Regions from separate parts of the Mus musculus genome. Here region 2 is linked to region 1. The links are chromatin contacts, called in public HiChIP or PLAC-seq maps. All regions are on one chromosome and are shown on one strand. Each heading gives the region's core, a stretch centred on a gene start, on an enhancer-like site or on the middle of the called end of the contact. The rest is flanking DNA. Distances are from core to core; before and after follow the strand shown. Region 1 overlaps R74862 (expressed sequence R74862). Region 2 holds the start of Slc22a18 (solute carrier family 22 (organic cation transporter), member 18).

Evidence for each region. HiChIP or PLAC-seq counts read pairs in DNA pulled down with a chosen protein or histone mark.
Region 2: a contact with region 1 is called in an H3K27ac HiChIP or PLAC-seq map of microglia, with 5 times the contacts expected there. The contact joins the promoter of Slc22a18 here to the enhancer-like site in region 1. A contact is called at or near these places in 1 of 39 promoter capture datasets (macrophages), 9 of 484 Hi-C or Micro-C datasets (the AtT-20 cell line, LSK cells, the N1E-115 cell line and 6 more), 5 of 115 datasets of contacts at active chromatin or transcription factors (bone marrow-derived macrophages, fibro-adipogenic progenitors, microglia and 1 more) and 4 of 9 other capture datasets (adipose tissue, embryonic stem cells, liver and 1 more).

The regions. Positions count from the first base shown.
Region 1 is chr7:143,019,331-143,022,540 of GRCm38.p6, forward strand. It overlaps R74862 (expressed sequence R74862), which reads right to left. Exons shown (of 5, transcript NR_110354.1): 5 at 2,454-3,210. It overlaps Tspan32 (tetraspanin 32), which reads left to right. Exons shown (of 8, transcript NM_020286.3): 8 at 1-156. Among named protein-coding and RNA genes, the nearest start is that of Tspan32, 15 kb to the left of the region's middle. Within about 2 kb of position 1,696, at least 38 of the 459 cell types and tissues checked have an H3K27ac peak or open chromatin away from gene starts, as enhancers often do. A contact at or near this core is called in adipose tissue, bone marrow-derived macrophages, microglia and 1 more, where this site is marked.
Region 2 is chr7:143,472,118-143,475,327 of GRCm38.p6, forward strand. It overlaps Slc22a18 (solute carrier family 22 (organic cation transporter), member 18), which reads left to right and starts at 1,672. Exons shown (of 11, transcript NM_008767.3): 1 at 1,672-1,720.

The DNA.
Region 1 (3,210 bases), core at 446-2,945:
ACTTGGGAGATGCTGGACTGTGACAAGTTAGCTGAAGCCAGGACTCCATGATCCAGAATCCCTGAGGTGAGGCGTTTAGTTGATGCGTGTTTGGGATTACCCACACTCCTTATAAGTAACTCCTCTCCCTAATAAACCCATTGATTCTAATTGAAACTTGGGTAGAATCCTTTCTTTGGTCTACTGTCCATGGCCTCACCTGGGGTGACCAGTTTCTTGCTCATGTTCCCCAGAGAAAAGTAGTGCAGAGAACAGGTAGAACGGAACGAGGGGTAGGTTAACCTTCAAAAGCCCACCCTTCTGATCTACTTCTGTCAGCCAGACCCCACTTCCTACAGGCCCCACAATAGGACCATATTCAGAGAGAAGGGCCAAGGGAGAAGGGTATCCCTTCTCAAAGGCACAGCCCAGTGACCTCTTCCTCAAAGTTGGCCTCTCCTTCTAGTCTTCTTTTTAAAATATCATTGCATTATGACCCCTCCATGAATTAATCCACTGGTTAGGTCACAGTTCTCACAATCTAATCACTTCCAAGAAATCCAGCCCCTGAACACTTCCCTAGTGGGGGGGCATGCCTATAGCAATGAGTGTATGTTTGTGTGTGTGTGTGTGTGTGTGTATGTGGTGTGTGTTTGTGTATATGTGTGGTATATATGGTGTGTATGTCTGTGTGATGTATGTGTATATGTGGTGTGCAGTATGTATGTGTGTGGTTGTATATGTGTAGTGTGTATGTATGTGTGGTGTATGTATGTATGTGGTGTGTGTATGAATGCATGTGGTGTGTATATGGTATGTGTGTATGTGTGTATGGTGTGTCTGTGTATGTAGTGTATGTATATATGTGTGTGTGGTGTATAAGTGTAGTGTGTGTATGTGTGTGTGTGGTGTGTCTGGGTGCATGTGTGGTGGTGTGGTATGTGTATGATGTCTGTATGTGTGTAGTGTGTATGTGGTGTTATATGCACAGTGTGTGAGTAGGTGTGTGCTATATGGTATATTGTGTATGTATGTGTGGGTGTGTATGTGGTATGTATGTGCAGTGTACATACATATGTGTAGTGTGTATGTATGTGTGTGTGTGTGATATACATATGGTGTGTGTATGTGTGTTCTCATAACAGTAACAAAGTAGCAACCATCCACTAGGTTTGATTGTGGGTCAGAGCCCAGATGGAGGGCAGGTTCTCCACTCAACCTCTCATGAGGCCAAGAGGCCATGAGGCAAGAGGACATGTTAGCTGGGCCTTACTTAGAGGCTTCTAGAAGATTCCCCCATCTGGGCTCACTCTGGCTGCTGGAAGAAGCTAATTTATTGCAGCTGTGGGCTTGTGGCCCTTCTCTCCTTGGTGACTGCTTTCTGCTCTGTGACTCTGGTTCACTCTGCTCCATCCCCATAGGGCTGGCTGAGCCTTCCTGTATGCTGCTCATTCTCTGGCTCCCACCATCTGGTGAAGCTCTTAAAGGGCCACATGATGATCTCCTTGTCTGAACAAGAATTCTTTCTTCTAATGCTGGTAAAATGCACTGTGCCTGACACTGACCATTTGACCACATTCAAGTGCACAGCTCAGCAGAATTAACATCCGCCCCCACCATCTGCCTCCAGAACTTTCCATCTTCTCATACTGAAACTCGGTCCCCTTTCAGCACTGACTCCCTGCTTCCTCCCCAGCTCCTGGCTCCCGCCCTGCTTTCTGTAGATTTGGTGAGTTCAAGGATCCCCTGGGAGTGGCTATCTCAGCATAGGATCCACATGGTTCATCCATTTTGCATGGTAAGAGAACTCTTAGCATGTTTACAGTAGCCTCATGACCACATACTGAGGGATTGTCACAGAGCATGGTGGGGGTAAAATCTAAAACTCCTGCCTCCTGTAGTTACTGTCACTGATGGTTCACCCACCCCTATGAAGACTGTCACCTGTACTTGAATACTCTCAAATATTCACACAATTTGTGCAAGCTGCTAAGTCCCAAGGAGACACATTGACCTAATCAAGACTGAGGCCCCAAATGCAGCCCGTAAGAAAACTTCCCCTGAGGAAGGAACCTACCTCATCTTATACCCAGACCCAGCAAGAGAGGGTCCCCCAAATCAGAGCCATCCTGCAATTTGTTTCCAACACATGGGAAAGGCCTGTTAAACCTTCTTTGTGTTTCTGATGCTCACGCCTCCTCCTTCCCACACATTCACTTCCCCAAATAAGAGGACTCTCTCTTTGAATAAGGCACTCCACATCTGCAAACACACAGGGTTTCTCCCTAGGGAGATTCTCCAGTGTCACAAGTATTTGGTTCCCCGGATAGAAGTCCAGGGTCTCTGCTGGCAAGTGTTTCTTTGGTTGTAGTGCTTCTATATCTCACTGTACTTCGCCCTATGAAATCTACAGGAAAGGAAGCACAAATATGCAGAGTGCCCTAGTCTGGTGATTAGACACTGAAACCAATTCAGGGAGGATAGGATTTATTTGACTTATACTTCCAGGTAACAATACATCATTAATGAAAGCCAATGCAGGAATTCAAGCAGAACAGGAACCTGGAGGCAGAGACTCAAACAGAAACCACATAGGCACACTGCTGACTAGTTGGTACCTCATGGTTTGCACAGCCTCCTTCCTTATACAGCCCAGAGGGAGCTCCACCCACAGGAGGCTGAGCCCTCCCCGAGTCATCACTAATCAAGAAAATGCCCTCACAGACTTGCCTACAGAACAATCTGATGCAAGCAACTCCTCGGCTGAAATTCCTTCCCTCTTCCCAAATATGTCTAGGTTTGTATAAAGTTGATAAAAATTAGCAAACACTCAGAACAAGGTGGTGTGTGTTTGTGTGTGTGTGTGTGTGTGTGTGTGTGTGTGTGTGTGTGTGTGTGTAATTCAAACTCAAAGAGGCAGAGGCAAGAGGATTGTGATTTTGAGGCCAGGCTAGACTAAACAGAAAGACTCCACTTCAAAAACAAATGAATGAACAAAGAAACAACAACATCAAAACAAAACCACAGAAAGGGAGTGCAAAGGAGGGAAGGAGAAAGGAATATAGGATCCCATATACAATGGTGGTGGGACAGGAGGGGAAAAAAGAAGAAAAGTGAGATAGAGATTGTAAAATATACACAATACAGCACAAACAAAACAAAACAAAAAACACCCACTGGATGCTGTAAGAGAATGCACATCCTTGCAGCTCATTACCGAGCCAGTCTGCA
Region 2 (3,210 bases), core at 422-2,921, 450 kb after region 1:
AAAAAAAGATGCATAGTGCTGGGAAAACAATTCAATCAGGAGAGTGATTTTCCAGTAGCAGTTTGATATTTAAGTGCTGTGGAGGTGGGTGGAGACTGACAATCCCTGTGGTCCCAGTGAGACTGGACAGCTGCTGAGGAATCAATAATACCTGCTATTGACCTCAGACCTTTACAGGCACCAACATACATGGATATACACACACAAAGGGCATAGACCCATTGCTCAATGCATTTTGATTCCAGGACATCAGAGAAACCAGCCGGAACTAGCCTGAAAGCCTGCTGGCTGGCTTTCACAGTGCTGGATGGTGCTTAGCAGGCCACAGGGAGAGAAAAGCCATCCGTGGTCTTACCCAGCAGCCAACCCTGCATGCTACAACACCAACCCACCAAGCAAGATGTGCAGATTCAGTGCAAATGGTCTGGGGGTAACCAATCACTCTTGGTTTGGACCAAGTCCTGCTCTACAGCAGGAAATTCATCCCTGGTACTGTGAACTCAGTCAAAATATGGCGTGGGGGGGGGGGGCGGTCATAGGCTCTAGGGAATCTACTCCTGTTGTCTTGCTAAGTGAATGTCATCAAACTCCCTTCTAAATGTTCGTTTGTAGACAAAGGCTAGTGCTGTTCTTAGTCTTAGCCAGGGAAGCTTCTCTGCAGTGAGCAACAGTTGAGGAAGAAATTCATAACTCAGTGCTGAATGAGTGACTGTGGACAGCTCAGCCCTAAATGGGGCATCTGCATCAACCTGACCTCCAAGGTTCAGGGGACAGAAAGACTGTAAGAGCCAGAGGATGGGAAGGAATTCACTGTAGCCATAGCTACCTCAACAAGATCAAGGCAATAGCATCAGTCAACAGTCTAACAAGTGGCACTCACGGAACTCTAAAGTGAAAGAGAGAGGAGAAATAGAGAGAGACAGAGACAGAGAGAATGAAAGAAGAAAGGGGTATATTGGAGGTTATTAGAGGGGAAATGGGAAGAGAAAGTTAAGTGTGCATACAAACAAGATACATTGTATACATGTATGAAATTGGCAAAAATAAACAAATGATATCCACTAAATAGGTCACCTGCACACAGTAGGTACTCAATGGTTATGGATGAAGGAGGTTCCTGCTTCATAGACACATCATTAGGCCCAGGAAATCATATAGGCAGCATCTCTCTTCTTGGGGAAGCTCCGGGCTATCCTGAACACCAGCACACAGTAGTCACTTTCTCTGCACCTGTGGCCATGCTCACACCCCTCTATTTTTGCCCCTAACCCCGCAGGACCCCCTAAGTCTAAGCCCTATCAGGTGTTCTCAGTTGCCTGAGCTCACCCCTATGCCCTGCCACACTGTTCTTACTGCCTGACTTACCCTTCCTACACCTGATACATTGTGCTTCTCCTTAGGACCCCACTGGGAAGCTGCCTCCCAACCTGGCTCCAGATAAGAATCAGCCCTTCCTACAGCAGCCTGGGTTGGTCCCCTTGGCAGAACAGTGGCCTCATGTGAGTGATATTGATCCCTAGAGAAAGCTACTTCCTCTTCAGGAGGTGATCCCAGGTTCTAGGGTTCCCTGTTCCTCTCTAGCCAGAAGGGCAATTTTACCACACTCCCTCACAACCAGGAAGTGCCCCACCCCTCTGGAGCCTGTTCAGAACAAGCACAAAAGCTAGAATCATTCGGCCTGGCCTGCCGGTTCCCCCACAACTGCAAGCTCTGCTTGTGGGTAAGTAGCCTGCTCCCATTGCTGTTTATTATGAACGCTGGAGGACCTTTGGCCTTCCCCAAACTATCCTGAGGCAGTCTTACTCAACCCCCAAGCTCTGCCCCCAAAACCCTGACACCAATAAAGATGTCACCTGCACACTAGGTAAGAATTAACCCCATCAGGGAGCTGACCTGACAGGAACTATCCCTCACTTCTACCCCCATGGACTTCAGAAGGGCCTGGACTCTGGACCCCAGGAGTCCTGAGATTCCTGGCCTCAGAGTCCTCTCCTTTCCATAATCAGCCTCCCTCTCATCCCTCATGGAAGCCCTGGCTAACTGGGTCTCCTCCAACCCTCCGGGAGCTGGGATGGGTTCCTACAACCTCTTGGCAGAGGAACTGAGAACACTTAACATCCACACCTGCAACACATCTCCCATCCCAATTTTCAAGGTGGAATCTACCCCAAGCATACGGCACATACCTGGGGACAGACAGAGCCTTGGGCCTGATCCATTGGTTAGAATGCCAATAGCCATGCCTCTAACTGCCCAGTTTGAGACATGTTCTCACTGGGCATCCCTGGGCACCCTGTCCCAGTTCCTCCCTTTTCTGATCTGCTGAGCTGGGGTGTGCATGCAGCAAAGGAGATCTGATTTTCATGTTGTGGCCTGTGACTTGACCCTACTCGGCTGCAAGGTAGAGAGGTGGGGTGGGCGTGTAAAAGAGCGTCTGGTTTCCTAGCAGTGATCAATCTGTCTGAAGATGAATGAATATGGATAGTACTGGTCAGGGCCAGAGTGTTGACCCTCCAGAAATGTGAGAACAGGACAGACAGGGGGAGGGGCATTTCTATAGCTTCCAGAAGCCTTTTGGTCAGTGGAGAGAGATTTGGAGCACAAGAACTGCCCACACAAGTGTAGTATCACTGTGCCTCTCCTGGCTTCTGCTTTCCCTTCTTCTGGATCCCAGAGCCATACCCCCTCCTCTTCCTCCTCCTTCTTCTCCTAGTCTTCACTCTCCAACCCTAAATGAACACCCTGTGGTGCTTGAGTGGTCAGAATTCCAACTTCCTTGGAACCAGAGTCCAGGGCAGGGCTGAGGCTTAACACTGGGAACCTCGCAAGCCCCGTGGGGGGGGGGGGGGAGCCTCAGGAGGCGTGTCTTGATTGGCCAATGAATGCTCAGAGACTGTGTTGCGGGCTAGCCCAGATCCCAGGGTGGGTGGAGCGAGCTCCGGGGCGGGAGAACTAGCCCTGGTGAAGTGGGAGGACCCAAGCTATTGTGGGGTGGGACCTTTCCGGGTCACTAAGGAAGGGCCTCTATCAAGAAACACCTGGGAGGGCTCATCCACCCGAAATACACCCACTCTCTCCCGGAGAAAGCAGGAATACACCCACTCTCTCCCGGAGAAAGCAGGTACCCGAACCCAAGATGCCTACCTGGGTGCAGCTCGGGGCCCTTGATGGGATGTCGGGCGAAGGCAGTGGGGCCCTAACGGTGGAACC